Linked DNA regions of Bombyx mori: regions 2 and 3 are each linked to region 1. The links are chromatin contacts, called in public Hi-C maps. All regions are on one chromosome and are shown on one strand. Each heading gives the region's core, a stretch centred on a gene start, on an enhancer-like site or on the middle of the called end of the contact. The rest is flanking DNA. Distances are from core to core; before and after follow the strand shown. Region 1 overlaps LOC101737442 (talin-1). Region 2 overlaps LOC101737442 (talin-1). Region 3 overlaps LOC101737442 (talin-1).

What was found. Hi-C and Micro-C count contacts between places; a contact is called where the count stands out from the background.
Region 2: a Hi-C map of whole pupa shows a contact between it and region 1, with 2.7 times the contacts expected there. The contact joins two enhancer-like sites.
Region 3: a contact with region 1 is called in a Hi-C map of posterior silk gland, with 1.4 times the contacts expected there. The contact joins two enhancer-like sites. A contact is called at or near these places in 2 of 7 Hi-C or Micro-C datasets (posterior silk gland and whole pupa).

The regions. Positions count from the first base shown.
Region 1 is chr2:8,076,994-8,082,146 of ASM3026992v2, reverse strand. It overlaps LOC101737442 (talin-1), which reads right to left. Exons shown (of 61, transcript XM_038016945.2): 57 at 4,347-4,525; 58 at 3,344-3,496; 59 at 2,871-3,011; 60 at 2,264-2,362. Among protein-coding and RNA genes, the nearest start is that of Mir190, 4.1 kb to the right of the region's middle. Within about 2 kb of position 2,961, at least 4 of the 8 cell types and tissues checked have open chromatin away from gene starts, as enhancers often do.
Region 2 is chr2:8,016,158-8,021,310 of ASM3026992v2, reverse strand. LOC101737442 (talin-1) reads right to left here. Exons shown (of 61, transcript XM_038016945.2): 7 at 4,670-4,773; 8 at 3,780-3,921; 9 at 2,830-3,021; 10 at 2,334-2,412; 11 at 1,393-1,561; 12 at 199-371. Among protein-coding and RNA genes, the nearest start is that of LOC134200612, 52 kb to the right of the region's middle. Within about 2 kb of position 3,085, at least 5 of the 8 cell types and tissues checked have open chromatin away from gene starts, as enhancers often do.
Region 3 is chr2:8,036,869-8,042,021 of ASM3026992v2, reverse strand. LOC101737442 (talin-1) reads right to left here. Exons shown (of 61, transcript XM_038016945.2): 23 at 4,990-5,109; 24 at 3,962-4,072; 25 at 3,291-3,380; 26 at 2,171-2,308; 27 at 1,213-1,331; 28 at 514-658. Among protein-coding and RNA genes, the nearest start is that of Mir190, 36 kb to the left of the region's middle. Within about 2 kb of position 3,236, at least 3 of the 8 cell types and tissues checked have open chromatin away from gene starts, as enhancers often do.

The DNA.
Region 1 (5,153 bases), core at 1,712-4,211:
ACTGACAGGGTGTCTAAGTCGGACGGCAGTGCCCAGCCCGGCGGGTTCACCGCGTGCCCTACATCCATTGCCGCGGACCGAGGGCTACGCATTAAAAACATTACATACTCCACAATGATGTGATTCAACTGAAATCGTTTTAAAAAATCTCAATTCACAAAAAAATATACGGCACAAAAACACGTTTATCACAATTAAAATCACGATGCGGCATAACCAGACATCGCTTTGATTTTAAATCAAGGCCAAGCTTAATTCGTTTAATATTTTGCAAGCTTCCTGGAAAGCTCGAGTGAACACTTACTTATTCATCGTTCTGTCATTAGTCGAAGTTCTGCAAACGAGAGAAACTTAGTTCCAGAGATGTTAAGGTAACGTTGTTTGAATGTTCAAGGACAGAACCAGTGCGCAATGGAAACTGAATTATTGGGGGCTGTTGAAGATGCGTATGACAGCCGCGGGGGGCGGTGGAGAGAGGGTTAAGTGGAACTTGTCCTGCCGCACTCCCGAGGAACAGACTACTTTACCGCAGCTATGCACACGCAGCAATGGTTTGAGTTTGTATTTGCATTACATTGCGTGCATTTTTTTTATCACTACCGTCTGTTTCTTTTTTTGCTAATTTCTAACATCCAGCGTCCCGGGCGCCATTAAGCAGGCCGAATGCAGACAACATTGGAGGAAGCTGGTGCAAAAACTGGACCAAGGTGGTCACGACCCTCAGTAATGAGGAAACGACAAAGAAGAAGAATATCAGATATTTTTTCAGAAGGGTTTGAAATTTGCGTGGCCAAGTAGATGAAGCATCAATGATATTAGTTCGGGACTGCGAGCCCTGGGACCACACTCGGGGCTCAGCTCGCGACTGATAGTTCTAACTCGGTTGTTATCTTCGCTTACCACTTATTTTTGGAACAATCAAACAATGTTAGATTAACGTAATAGAAATTCTAAGTATACTAAGCACAACGTGCCCCGCCGGACTGCGGTCTGTGGACACATAAGTGGACATTCAACGTTATCAATGTCTATTTGAGTCCAGAGTCCATTCGAGTGAAAGTCCCAGTACATCTGAGACAGATCTCCCATGACCTCTAGGGTCTTCGCACCGGCTTGTACCAGAGACAGTCTTGGCTCGTTAAGGGCAAATACCAAAAATGCATCCAAATATAATCAATCCCAAAGTCAGTCCCGCGACGTATACGACAAACATATGTGAGAGCACCGTGTTAGTTGAAACCGTTATTACGAGGCGCTATTAATAATTCTACTATGAGCATGCGTAAGACTTTTTAAGACTAAATAAAATAATATACTATAGAAATAATCTAAAAATTACTAGTCAATTAACAGATGCGGCTGCCATTAGTGATGCGAATTAAATTAAATATTCAAAAATTAAAATTTACAAACCTTTGCTATTTTCTGCTTTTTAGTTTTTAATTATTACTATTAATTCTTTAGATTCGTTTACATGTAGGCACAATTATCATAAGTTTTTGTATCGAAAGGCACTTATTTAAAATATAAACTAATTTATATTGTTAATTAAAACTATTCATCTGTTTAGGATCCCAGAGTGGATGCGTGAAAAGAAAATAGAAATTAGATTAAAATCATATTTAGGTTATTCTAAGTATAGTATGAAGGTAATTTAGATATGATTTTTTTATTGAATTTGATTGTAGGTTGTGGTAGTCCCACACCGCCCCCCCCGTGTCCCCCCAATGGGAGGGCGGGGCAGCTAGGACCCTGGCGGCTGGGGTCATTTGAGACGTGTCACGTGACCAGACAATTAAATTTATCAAGAAAAAATATTTTTTGTATATCCAATTGCCGCGTGTAATCAAAATCATATCTAAATAAACACATTACAGTTGTCAAACGCTAACACAACACACATACATTCGCCTGTGGGATTTGTAATCAACGTTTAGGTGAAGTTCCGACCGTGTGTTTGATGTTGGTGTAGGTGGTCTTGAGGTTGTCATCGTTAAAAAGTAAATAGACCCAATGCGTATTGTCATAAAGTTGAATTTGTGTCGACGACTGTTTTAACAAGCAAGTGTCAATTCTTTTCAAGGACCACGAGGTCCCCCAGAGAACTGGATCAAATAACCAAATATTTTTTCGGAAATTTTAGTTTTTTTTTTGTCGACCGTACCTCGCAATATGTTAAAATACAATAATCGTATTTCCGTTGTATTAGCGTTTGAATTGACAGTGTCAATGCACAGACAGTAGGGTTGTCGGCTGCGCTCACCGTGTCGTGAAGGCTTCGTAGTTCTGCTTGGGCGCGTCCGGCGCCGGACGGAAGCTGGAGAACGTCGGGCTGGTGGGCTGCGGGGGGGCGGGGCTGCTGCTGCGGAGGGAGGGGGGATGTACAGTACAAGCGGATCTGGTCTCTGTTTGTTATTGTATGGATTCTTGCGCTTTGTTATAATATTACCTAGTATATTAATTAATTTACCTAAGACCGAAAAGTGTCTCTATCAGCACTTTCTGGCCTAACATATACTGGATCCCCTTTGGCTCGCGGCCAGTCACTCTGCGTCGTTACTATGAGCCACACTCTTTCTAAGTGAAATCTGTTGTATCTTCAAAGTCAATAAAATCTTTTTTAAAACAGTTTTTCAAAGTCCCGTATAACTGTTTGAAGACTTTTGTCATAGTAACACGAATATGTAAAACCACCGTACAACGTGGGTTCCGACAACTTCTAGCAAATGGGTGTTTACTACAGGGCAGTCACACTTGATAGGAGCCCCCAACACATGCAATGAGACGTGAGGTATTCTAAGGCGCGGGGTGTGCTCAGCAGACGAAGGAGGGGGAGCGGGGTTGGGGGGCAGCTAGAGACAGCAGCTCACCTGTTCTGCTGTCCGTAGGAAGTGGAGTTGAGTCCGGAGCTGTGCGTGGTCTGCAGCAGCGAGCTCTGGTGCAGCGTGGTCTGCTGCGAGCTGTTGGGGCTGTACGTGGTGTTCGCGAAGCTGCTGTTAGGAGTCCGCACCCTGAGGAACACACCGCGGTACAGCAGCCGTGATCACAAAATGTCAGAATTAAAATGCGTTGATATCACTTCGAGGATTGAACATGTGGACATTTTGAGAGTCCGCGCGGGTAGATATCATCACCTCGCCTATTTCTACCGTGAAGCAGTAGTGCTTTCGGTTTGAAGGGTGGGGCAGCCGTTGCGACTATATTGAGATCTTAGAACTTATGTCTCAAAGTGGGTGGTGCATTGACGTTATAGATGTCTATGGGCTCCAGTAACCTCTTAACACCAGGTGGTCTGTGAGCTCGTCCATATTCCATTCCATTCCACCACAAAAATGGTACTGACCGCTGGGGTCCCGAGGAGTCGCTGCCGTAGCCGGGCTGCGGGTCAGCGTCGGAGTCGTCAGCGTCGCTCCTCAGCTTGTACTTGGCCTGCCTGATGGCCGTCAGCCTGCCGCGGGCCTCCTCCAGTTCCTTCTCGATGCGGAGCACTTCCGACCTGAGGGACAGAGGGCAGCAGCTTAGGGGACAGAGCGGAAAGTTAAGCCTATTTCCCACCGCATAGAAGTCGTATTTTTTTAATACGCTTTTATTAGCTTCAGAAGTATGTATGTTTGTAACGGAATCTTTTTTTACAATAAAATCATTTTTCTTACACTACTTTTTAATTCAAATTTATTAAAATTTATTTCTATTTTTTGGTTGGATTTTCTATAAAAGCGTATTTTGTTAGTTTTCTTAAACTATTATTTAATTTATTTGAAAGTTTATTTGTAATAAATATAAATGGCTATATAAGCTATGCGCTTCGGTAACTACTTTTACTAAGGACTTTTTGGCGGGATCGCGTGGAGTGAGGTTCTGTGATTTGTTTTATTTTGTCTATTTAGTGTTTCTTCAGGTTTAAATGTGTAACAACGGTGGTTTATTAACTGTTTAATATCAGTGAAAGTGCACAAATGTGGGAAAATGAAACAAAGCCGCTGGACGTAACTTCTCGGCATCCTCCAAAAAGTCCACTGAAAATATCTTAGTAAATGACCACTATTTTACTAAGATTATATTTCATCACATATCATTTCATTTCATTTTACTCCATATTATAATTTTTCATAAGGATGTGAATATGGATTAAAATAAGGCATGACTTAAAGGTCTTAGTTACCAGTTTTTTTTTTATTGCCCTTGTTACCGTCGCCCATGGACTTCAGCAATGCCAGGGGCAGAGCCAAGCCTCTGGCATTGCTTTGCAATTTTTTTTAAGGCATTTTATGACTACCAGGCCATAAAATGCCTTAAAACAACTTGTACTAAGAAGTGTACGTCTACTAAGGACATTCGGGTCGGACCTGGCGTCGATCTCCTGCGCGATGCCGCCCACCATGCGGCGGTTGAGCACGAGGCTGCGCTCGTCGTCGCAGTGGATGGCGTCCCGGGCGGCGCGCACCAGGTTGTCCGTGGAGCGGATGACCTCCGCGCCCGCCGCCTGCAGCCGCCGCGTGCTCTCCGCCCCGGGGTCCGCCTTCACCTGGAACCGAAGCCCTCGCCGGGTTACTGTTATGTTACATTCAAATTCATTCTCACTCAATGTTAATTATATATAGAGCTAGCTGACCCGGCAGACTTCGTAGTGCCTCAATCGTTAAATAAAAGACCTCAACTTTTGTATAAAATAAACTTAAAACAAACAATCGGTCCAATGGGGGACACATCATCATCATCATCATCATTCTCCTGCCCTTCTCCCAGACCTGGAGTCGACGCAACATGTTTTCTCCTTCTATCATATACAATTTCTTCGCTCACTCCTCCCCTCTTACCCATATCATCTTTCACGCAATCCATCCATTTCTTAGGTCTACCTCTTCCTTTATATCCTTCCACATTCATATTTAATATTCTCTTACCAATCTCATTTTCATTTTGTCTCATCACATGTCCATATCATCAGAAAACGCGCACTTCTCAAAGGAAAATTAAAATTGTTATTTTTATTTAATTCAAGACATTTTCATATTTATCTACACTTTAAACCTTCTTTGGACTTCCACAAATAATTCAAGACTAAAATTAGCCAAATCGGTCCAGCCGTTCTCGAGTTTTAGCGAGACTAACGAACAGCAATTCATTTTTATACATAGAGATATTCTGTAATC
Region 2 (5,153 bases), core at 1,836-4,335, 61 kb after region 1:
ACTTATCGATTGAAGCACTATGAAGTCTGCCGGGTTAAGTAGTTTTAAATATATATAGTGAATGTTTTGTATGTTTGTTCCGTATGAATCCCTAAGCGTGATCGTGATGGGTTTTGGGATCACCGCACATGTGACCACGGGCCGCAGAAGCGCATTTGCCTCAGGCTGTGGCCAAGTGCGAACAGCCAAGGGTCTCACCTGTAATCGCCAAAGTCGAGGGTGAAAGTGTTGGGGCTGGCGCACCACCTCCTCACGGTGGTGAGCGGCCACGTCTGCAGGATCTCCTTCGTCTTCTCGTCCAGTCTGAGCACGGAGTCCTTCGTGACTCCCAGAAGACGCGGTACCAGTTTGTTTTTGCCTTTCATTTTTTCCTGCGAGTTACAAAATCGGTATCTTAATGACCTCTGATGCAAACTACCCACACGACCCACGCGGAATACCTTGGTTCATCCCTGAATTGGCTTGACAGTGCCAAATCACCAGATCAAGAGTACATACACTTTGTCAAGCTTCATGGCGCAGTGTTCAACTTGCATCGCGTTATTAAACACTGACGTCATTGTACAAAACAGCTTTAAGTTGTTGATCCATAGTGCGTATAGTATTATATCTTGTGAGTCCGCACGGGTACCACCGACCTACCTATTTCTGCCGTGAAGCAGTAATGCGTTTCGATTCGAAGGGTGGAGCAGCCGTTGTAACTATACCTGAGACCTTACAGCTCATATCTCAAGATGGGTGGCGCATTTACGTTGTAGATGTCTATGGGCTCCAGTAAACACCAGGTGGGCTGTGAGCTCGTCTACCATCTAAGACTTAAAAAAAACGTGTGGCACCCGGAACTGCCGCGGTAAAGCTATTGCATAGCATTTTTTATCAACGTATGCAATTTTTTTTTTTTTATTAGGTTCACACAACTTGTTGAAATTGAAATCTGCACACATAAACATTGAACTTATTTACATAAAATAAAACATTATAGAATTCACCCTTTTGGGTGTGAACACATCTTGCTTAAGAGCGTTTGTGTAATTATAATTAGACAATTATAATTTATTTTTAAAACAATAATAAAACAAGACCACGCTATATTAAACATTAATAAAAGCAAAACCTTAACTGTCCCCTTCACACTCATAAGCTAGACCGTGCGAGAGAGAGATGGGCAGACTTTTCATGATGCGCATGCAGTGTGACGTCACGCCACGCGCTTATTCACAAACACTACACAAGCGCAACGTGTGAATGTGTTGAACGCGAGCTACATGGTAGGCGGTAGAGTGAGAGGTGCAAGGTTTTTTTCGTTACGGAATTTCATGATTCCGCTCTCAAGACGCGCTCAAGGCCCGCGATAAAATCTATGCAATAGCTTAAAAAGTTGAGTGGTGAGACCTTGACGAGGAAGAAGGCGACTCCGTAGGTCTTGAGGTCCCGCGCCGTCTTGGTGTAGAGCACCTTGGCGTCCAGCTCGCTGAGCCCGACGTGCTTCTTGTGCTCCCTGAACACCTTCTTCTCGATGCCTTTCACCTTCACGTACGAGGCCGGCAGGAACTCTTTTAAACTATCAATAATATAAACATTATAAAATAAAATAAAAATAGTAAGCGTGCAAATCGGTGCACGTGAAAAATATGAAACTTCTACACTATAGTATATTGTTTTTTTATTTCTCATCCTTAAATCAAATTTCCCTTGCAACAGGGAATGCTGTGTATAACAGAAACGATCTGGCTTTGTCCTTTCCCTCTCTCCACGGTCGAGAGGTTAGCGAGACGCTCTGTCTATCTTCTCACTCTCGCTCTTCCTAAATTGTATCTTTTCTCTCTAGCCGTAACGAATCTGTTGCTATAATTTTTCACTGAATTTCTGCCGTTCTCGTTAATTTGCTGTGGCGATATGTGGTGTAAGTGTTCGATTAGTGATTTTTTCTTTGATTTTTATCACTAACCTATAAAATGACAAAATTAAATACACTATCGATAACGCTTATCGACAACAATAATGCGCATCACTATGCCCGTCCATAAGGCTCGTGAGTGGAAGAGAGAGCGAAATACTCGCTGCACCGCTTCGATTTATTATGACCCAAACTGCACGGACAAAATAATTCTAGTATAGTTAAATTTTACTCTCAGCGCGTCTAAAGAAGTTTCACTTCAAAAGCTATATGGGCCGAATTGAAAATGTCCTATGATCCTCATTATGAGTTCCAAGCACTAAATCAGTTCTCCAGCCGTCGACTAATATTGACATTTATCGATCTGATCGACGTCGGAGTGTCATGGAGTACCCAGTGAGGCTGGGTCGATGCGTCACATCTAAGCGAATCTTACTCGAGGAATCCTGGCGTGTGCTTGTCCTCCCGGTGGTCCCCGAACTGTATCTGGCACTGTATCCCGGCAAACTCGCAAGCTGCAACAACACACAGTGGGTTAGCCACACAGTGCTACTGATATTGACACCTTTTTTTTTATTACTTAGATGGGTGGACGAACTCGCAGCCCACCTGGTGTTAAGTGGTTACTGGAGCCCATAGACATCTACAAGCAACCTAAATGCGCCATGCGCCTTGAGATATAAGTTCTAAGGTCTCAGGTATAGTTACAACGGCTGCCCCGCCCTTCAAACCGAAACGCATTACTGCTTCACAGCAGAAATAGGCGGGGTCGTGGTACCTACCCGTGCGGACTCACAAGAGGTCCTGCCATCAGTAAATCACGTTTCAAGACGGTGACAGCAGATCAGCCTTGAGCTCATTCACCTCTCTGACGCAGCAACTAGAGTGATGTATCTTATAGAACCTTGGACCTCGTGTGGTCATTCCGGTACCTTTCTCCTGCGTGGTGGGGTGCGCGCCGGCCAGGATGGCGTCCCTGGCCTGCACGTACAGCAGGGTGAGCTGCACGGGGTCGCGCGAGTCCACGTTCCTGTCCGAGTAGAACAGCTTGCGGCGCAGCAGTAAGGTCTCGCCCGCCTCCACGCCCTGCTCACGAAGGGTCAGCGACCCCTCCACCCAGTTCACTGTAACATTCATATGCATTCCATGCAATCACTCATCATTCTTGTGACGAAACTGCCGTCAGATTTGAATCGTTAATAGCTGCGAGAAGAACAGTAGGATAACAATGATTAAGCTCATTACGGATACGTCACATCTGTACGTGTTCGCCACGTAACACTCTGTTGTCTTCGTGAGGACATCACGGTTGTCTGACGGGGCAGGAGCCAGTGATAAAAATACAAGACGAGCTTCACGAGTAATCTCAGCATATGGGCGTCATTACAACGTGAGTGCGTTCCTTTGAGACATGGGATCAGTCTCAACAACTCCAAAAACCGGAGAGCATGACAGCCTCGTGGCAGAAATAGATCCAGATGGCGATACGTACGCCCCCCACCAGTAAGTGCGGACCACAGGACGCTGGTGCGGTGCTCAAAGAATGCTACTGGTCATTCTCGTCTTTAACATCTATACATATAAATAAAATTAGAGTGTCTGTTTGTAATATTGAAATAACAGCTTTTTACTACATGCATATGAAAATATATGCGGTACATACACCAAAATAACATTTTTTACAATTTTTGTCTGTCTGTTTGTTCCGGCTAACCTCTGGAACGGCTGGACCGATTTTGATGAGACTTTCACTAATAGGTAGCCGATGATATAAGGAGTAACTTGGCTACTTTTTTTAGACTAGCTTCGCCCCGCGGCGTCACCCGCAGTTAATGTCGTACCGCGCTAGTTAAAATATAGATTTATTGCATCTATCACGTACCTTCGTCATCAGTTCTGAGTTTCTTCCTGAGCTGTTCCATCTTGGCGTCTCGTTCCTTCTCCTGGTGCTTACGCTTCAGGGTCAGAGTCCCGTAGTTTGGCTTCTCGCAGGGATCCGGTTCCTCCTTTTGCTCTTCCCGAACCTGGTGTTAAGACGACACACGTTATTATAACAATCATTCGTTAGTAAACAATTGTCAATATATCGCTCCACATCATATCGCCCCCGTTGCTAAGTCGGATGTCCATAATTTGGACAGGTGTTCTGTAGCGCGAAGTAATTTAATAGTTGGCTGGCATGTTCACAATCAATTGTTACTTTGATTGTTAAAATTACTTGGTTTTTGAGGGTAGCCGGAGAAAATGCAATTTTTTTTTTATTGGTTAGATGGGTGGACGAGCTCACAGCCCACCTGGTGTTAAGTAGTTACTGGAGCCCATAGACATCTACAACGCAAATGGGCCATCCACCTTGAGGTATAAGATCTAAGTCAATTCTTCATGCTTTCTTCATATTTTATATTGTAGACATCATGACATCTTTGTTATGCCAATATAAATAAATGTTCGCGGATTTAGTTGTCTGCGATCCTTCATGTGAGGTTTTTTTTTATTACCCTTGTAGGCAGACGAGCATACGGCCCACCTGATGGTGAGTGGTTACCGTCGCCCATGGACTTCAGCAATGCCAGAAGCAGAACCAAGCCGCTGTCTACCGCTTAATACTCCACAAGGCTCGTTTGAAGAAGGACATGTCATAGCGCTCGGGAAACACCGTGGAGGGGAGCTCATTCCAAAGCCGGATAGTACGTGGTAAAAAACTGCATCATGGAATCCAGGGGTCGTTTCGACGCCGCTGGCGCGAGTGAAGCCACACAATACGCAACTCACCAGGCCGTATTCGTCATAGTTGGTGATCCCGATCTTGGTGCAAATCACTACCATGAGGTTCGCGACGATCTGACTGTCGTCCACCAGCAGGGTTTTCACAGTACCTGCAGTACACACTTGTATTAAAACGAGCTTTCATATTGATTATAATTATCATTTGTTTCGCCAACGCGCAATGTAAAGTGAACCGTGTGCATTAGCTCACATTAGATTGTGAAGGCCTATGTCCGGCAGTGGGCAGATAAAGGCTGATGATGATGATGAGATTGTGTTACATTGAGTGTTGTTTTTATTTCATTTTATTTTTATTGCCTTTGTAGGCAGACGAGCGTACGGCCCAACTGATGGTAAGTGGTTACCGTCGCCCATGGACCTCAGCAATGCCAGGAGCAGAGCCAAGCCGCTGCCTACTGCTAAAACCTGTTGTGTTAGGTATTTAGTAGTGTAGCAAATTCCTGCATGTTTCTGCCATGATGCAGTCATG
Region 3 (5,153 bases), core at 1,987-4,486, 40 kb after region 1:
AACTGTTTTGTATCTGTAAAATTGCACAAATGTGGGAAAATGAAACAAAGCCGCTGGACGTAACTTCTCGGGATCCTCCAAAGGTTATATTTTTATATCTCATTTCATTTAATTTCATCCCAATTGATTAATCTCTCAAATCAACCATCTTCATTTCATTTCACTCCATATTATCATTTTTCATAAAAATAAGAATATAAATTAGAATAAGACATGACCTTAAAGGTCTTAGTTAACAGGTCATAAAATGCCTTAAAAAAAACGTTTTTGAGTACTTATTTGAACGGTTCGCCCTTCGTTATACTATACAATTGATATTTTACATTTCAAGTTTCAAAATGAGAGGCGATATTCACGTTCTGATGTCTGTGGACTACGGTAATCATTTACAACCAGAATCTAACATCTTGATTTCAGTCACTGAACTAGCACATAATTATATACATAGATTATTAGTTATTTTTCTGCAATGTATTCGACCGAGGTGGTCGTCCCCACGTCTCCGAGCCTCACCGTCTGCCCGGGTAAGGGTTTCAGGTCGAAAGCCCTGACCGCCTCCTCCAGCTCATCAAGCTCCTCTTGCAGGGATTTGATGATCTCCGCCGCTGCGTCCAGCTCCAAGCCCTTGCAGGATATCCTGGCTCTGCTCACTGCGGACCTGGGAGCACAACGTACAGGGTTATGTTTAAGTTTTGACGAGGGGTTGGGGAGTTGAATAAGAGCACCAGTGCGACTCTGTCCACGACGGTTCGCTATTATATCTATACATATAAATAAAATTAGAGTGTCTGTTTGTAATATTGAAATAACCGCTTTTTACTACATTCATATGAATATATATACGGTATATACACCAAAATATTTTTTACAATTTTTGTCTGTCTGTCTGTCTGTCTGTTTGTTCCGGCTAATCTCTGGAACGGCTGGACCGATTTAGATGAGACTTCCACTGATAGGTAGCTGATGATATAAGGAGTAAATTAGGCTACTTTTTTTTAGACTAGCTTTGCCCCGCGGCGTCACCCGCAGTTATTGTCGTACCGCGCGCAACATGGCGGGCTTCGCCTATCAGTAATAAAATTTAATGTTTCCAATAAATTGATTGTTAGATTATAACGGACGTCTCCGCTTGTAAAGTAACCAAGTTGAGATCTTATGGTTGTGGTTGGTCCACCAGAAAAGATTCAGATTGGTCAACAGTGGGGTGCTTACCTGAGGTCGGCGCAGCTTGAAGTGTAGAGCTGCGTGTTGTCGGCCAGGTGCTTGGCTGCGGAGGGCTCGCTTACGGTCGGCAGGGCGCCTCGGGCTGCTGAGATCACGTGGCCACTTGGCTGGAGGACGATAGTTACAAGTTGGATTCCATACTACAATTTCAATGCTAATTGTCGGCAATATGTGTAATATTTGATGATGGATGATGCCTTCAGCTAAAGAATTTTGGCAAAAAATATAACAAAGCCGTTGATTTCTCAGATTGATACACCAAATTCATTTAAACGACAAGGAATCCTAAATATTTTACTGAAAAGAAAACGGATAAAAAGATGCGGCTTAGTACAAAAGAGTTGGCAGTATGCACAAGTTCCCTTTGCCTGTTCAAAAAAAAAATCGGTTGTCTGTAAAGTCGGTTTACTGACGATAGTTGAACGTGACAACATCATAAGAAAATACTGATGGAATGGTTTCATTTTTCAATTATCGCAATTATCGTTGCTATAAACAATGGACACCACATTCATTTTTCACTGAACTTCATACTTGACGAAAACATGTAAACGTATTATTGTGTAGCAGCTGTCCACGCGGATGCATCGCTCACCAAGTAGGAGAGAGACAGATGTCGAACGCTGCCGAACGCGGAGGCCGATTGTGCCTCTTTGTCGCTCGTTGTGCGCTCTCGCTTGCACTTCAAGACTTAAATGGAACGTCTCAGAGCGAGGTAACGCCGCAAGGGTCGTGTTTTTTCGTGCGTGCAGCTGGCTCCATCGAATTATAAGACGTTGTCACGTCAAAAATGAAAAAACAACGCGAGCTACATGGTAGGCGGAGTGGAAGGTTTTTTTCGTTACGGAATTCCATGATTTCGAACTCAAGGTCCGCGATAAAATCTGTGCAATAGCTTAAAAAATCGGAACTAAACTGAAGTTGAGCTGTTTAAGCGTGGCGTTACCTGTAAGAAGGCTTCAGATGCAGAGATGAGGTCGAGCCTGGCCGCTGCCTGCGTCGGCTTCACGTTGGACACGTTCACGGCTTCCACCATGCGGGGGAGGTGCTCGTTCAGCACTTTGCACTCTTCTAGAAGGGTCTCCTGATGGTAAGAAGTTATGCAATCACTTTTACGTTTATCTTTGGGTATATTTTTTTTTAAATGAATTTTATAACTTGGTAACTAAGACCTTTAGGTCATGTCTTATTTTAATTTGTATTGTTATTTTTATGAAAAATTATAATACGGAGTGAAATGAAATGAAGATGATATGATATGGGACGAAATATAATCTCAGTAAAATAAATGGTGGTTATTTACGGAGATTTTTTCAGTGAGAAGTTACGTTCGGCGGCTTTGTTTCATTTTCCCACATTTGTGCACTTTCACAGATATTAAACAGTTAATAAACCACCGTTGTTACACATTTAAACCAGAAGAAACACTAAATAGACAAAATAAAACAAATCACACAACTTCACTCCTCGCGTTCCCGCTAAAAAGTCAGTCTTTGAGTATTTTTTTTTAAGAGATTTTATGACCTGGTAATTAAGACCTTTAAGTCATGTCTTATTTTACTTCATATTCTTAATTTTATGAAAAATGATAATATGGAGTGAAATGAAATGAAGATGATTAATTTGAGACATTAATCAACTGGGATGAAATTTAATGAAATGAGATGATATGGGATGAAATATAATCGCAGTAAAATGGTGGTCATTTACTGAGATTTTTTCAGTGGACTTTTTGCAGGAACCCGAGAAGTTACGTCCAGCAGCTTTGTTTCATTTTCCCACATTTGTGCACTTTCACAGATATTAAACAGTTAATAAACCACCATTATTACACATTTAAACCTGAAGAAACACTAAATAGACAAAATAAAACAAATCACACAACTTCACTCCTCGCGTTCCCGCCAAAAAGTCAGTCTTTGAGTATGACAGAACAGAGCACAGACCTCCGTGGTCGTTACACAGATACTCCACTCCGCTCATGCAAAGGGTTGCATTTCGAGCGGCCTTGTTCTGAGACCGTCTGTATTATCTGTACTATTGTACACAAGAGGGCGCGTCGTTACCTGAGAGTATCTGTTGGTGTTGTACTGCGTTGCGTTCTGGGCCGACGTTATCAGCTGCGTGGCGCTGGACGTCGCCTGCCGGGCGCTTTCCTGTCAACACAATCGATTTAACACGTTGTGATGGTCCCGATAAGTCGCGGTTCGTGGACATCAGAATGTGAGCTATCGACAATATTGAAAATCACCCCATCTGTATAAAATATATAAAATGTTTATTTTTTTTATTGCTTAGATGGGTGGACGAGCTCACAGCTGTTACCGGATGTTAAGTGGTGGTGTTAGACGTCTACAACGTAAATGCGCCAACCATCTTGAGATATAAGTTCTAAGGTTTCAGTATAGTTACAACGGCTGCCCCACCCTTCAAGCCGAAACGCATTACTGCTTCACGGCAGAAATAGGTACCTACCCGTGCGGACTCACAACAGGTCCTATCACCAGTAAAAATATAATAGTATAAAATACACAATTGTGATATTAATTTTATTAATAAAGTATCCATTACTTTCTTGATAATCTAAAATCAGCTGACCTCAAGCAGTCCATGGCCAACACGGATCCGTGTGGTGAAATGTGACACGTTTGGCATGTTGTGTTTAGCATAAAACGCGATTACACAATAGTTTATTACAAGGATTTAAGGCTGTTGAATATATATATTATATACCGACCTGCAGCCTGGCCACTTGTGAGCCGACGATGTCCTGTCCCTGCGCGTAGTCGGCCGTGATGAAGCGCAGCTCCTCCGCCGCTTTGCGGAGCACCTCTTGCTTCTCCCGATCCTGAGAGGAGCAGGTGATGCGAACCCGTTACGATTTCACATTTTCGAAATGCAAATGCAATGCTATTAATGCAAGTTTTATTGTACACTGATAACTATTAGAATAGTTAGTAAGAAGAATGGTAGAAATGAATGGTAGAAAAAAAAGGATAATAGTTGATAAAAGCAAGGGCACAGCTACTTTTAGCAGACTTACGAGAAGAGATTCAGTATCATTCAAAGTAATGAATGTGTAAAAGAGACAGGAATTAAATAAGTTAATCAAAGTACCTACAGTTTTATATTAATATATGGACTTGGCTATATTGAGACATGAGGCTGAAGTCTCAAGTTTACAGTTCATCGGCTGCAGTCCATGGAAACTGGAGCGAACGGACGCAATATCAGTACTGAGATGGGGAGAGGATCCAGCTGTGGTGTTGGGACTTTATATGATATGTAATGCAATGTTGTATCTATCTGTATAGCCATAAGAATCATATTTGATTGCAAAAAGACATTTCAATGAGCGCGTTATGCAGCAGATCGACTAAGATGTTGAATTCTCCCAAATTTTATAAGGAATTTCTGCTTAAACAGCAAAGTGCGGAGGCAGGGATTCTGTAGATTATGCCACATAATTTTAAATTTAGCTATTATTAGATACAAGTTTATAGATTAAGATTATAGGCAGCGGCAACATTACAGCGACAGTTTCAGCTATCACAAAGCTGAGGAGCCGCCATTTTATCTCCACTGTGTTAGTACAATATATTGTAATATTGTTTAGAATTAGAATTTTTATGTCATATTAATTGAAAATTTATTTGTATTTATTTTGTGGAGTAAATAAATGAAATTATTATTATTATTAATTTCCAGCATCGTCAACTTCTTGCAGGGTTCCTGGTCCACCAGTTACGGTTCGAAGTAGCGTACCTGTGGCGAGGAGGCGCACTGGCGGGCCGCCTCCACCATGCGGGCCGTGGCGTCGGCCAGCAGCTTGGCGGCGGCTAGGAGCTTGCGCTGGGAGTCCGACGGTGACTCCTCGGCCTCGGTCTGTGGAGGAGACGGACCACGTCAGTACCATACGTGTCGACACG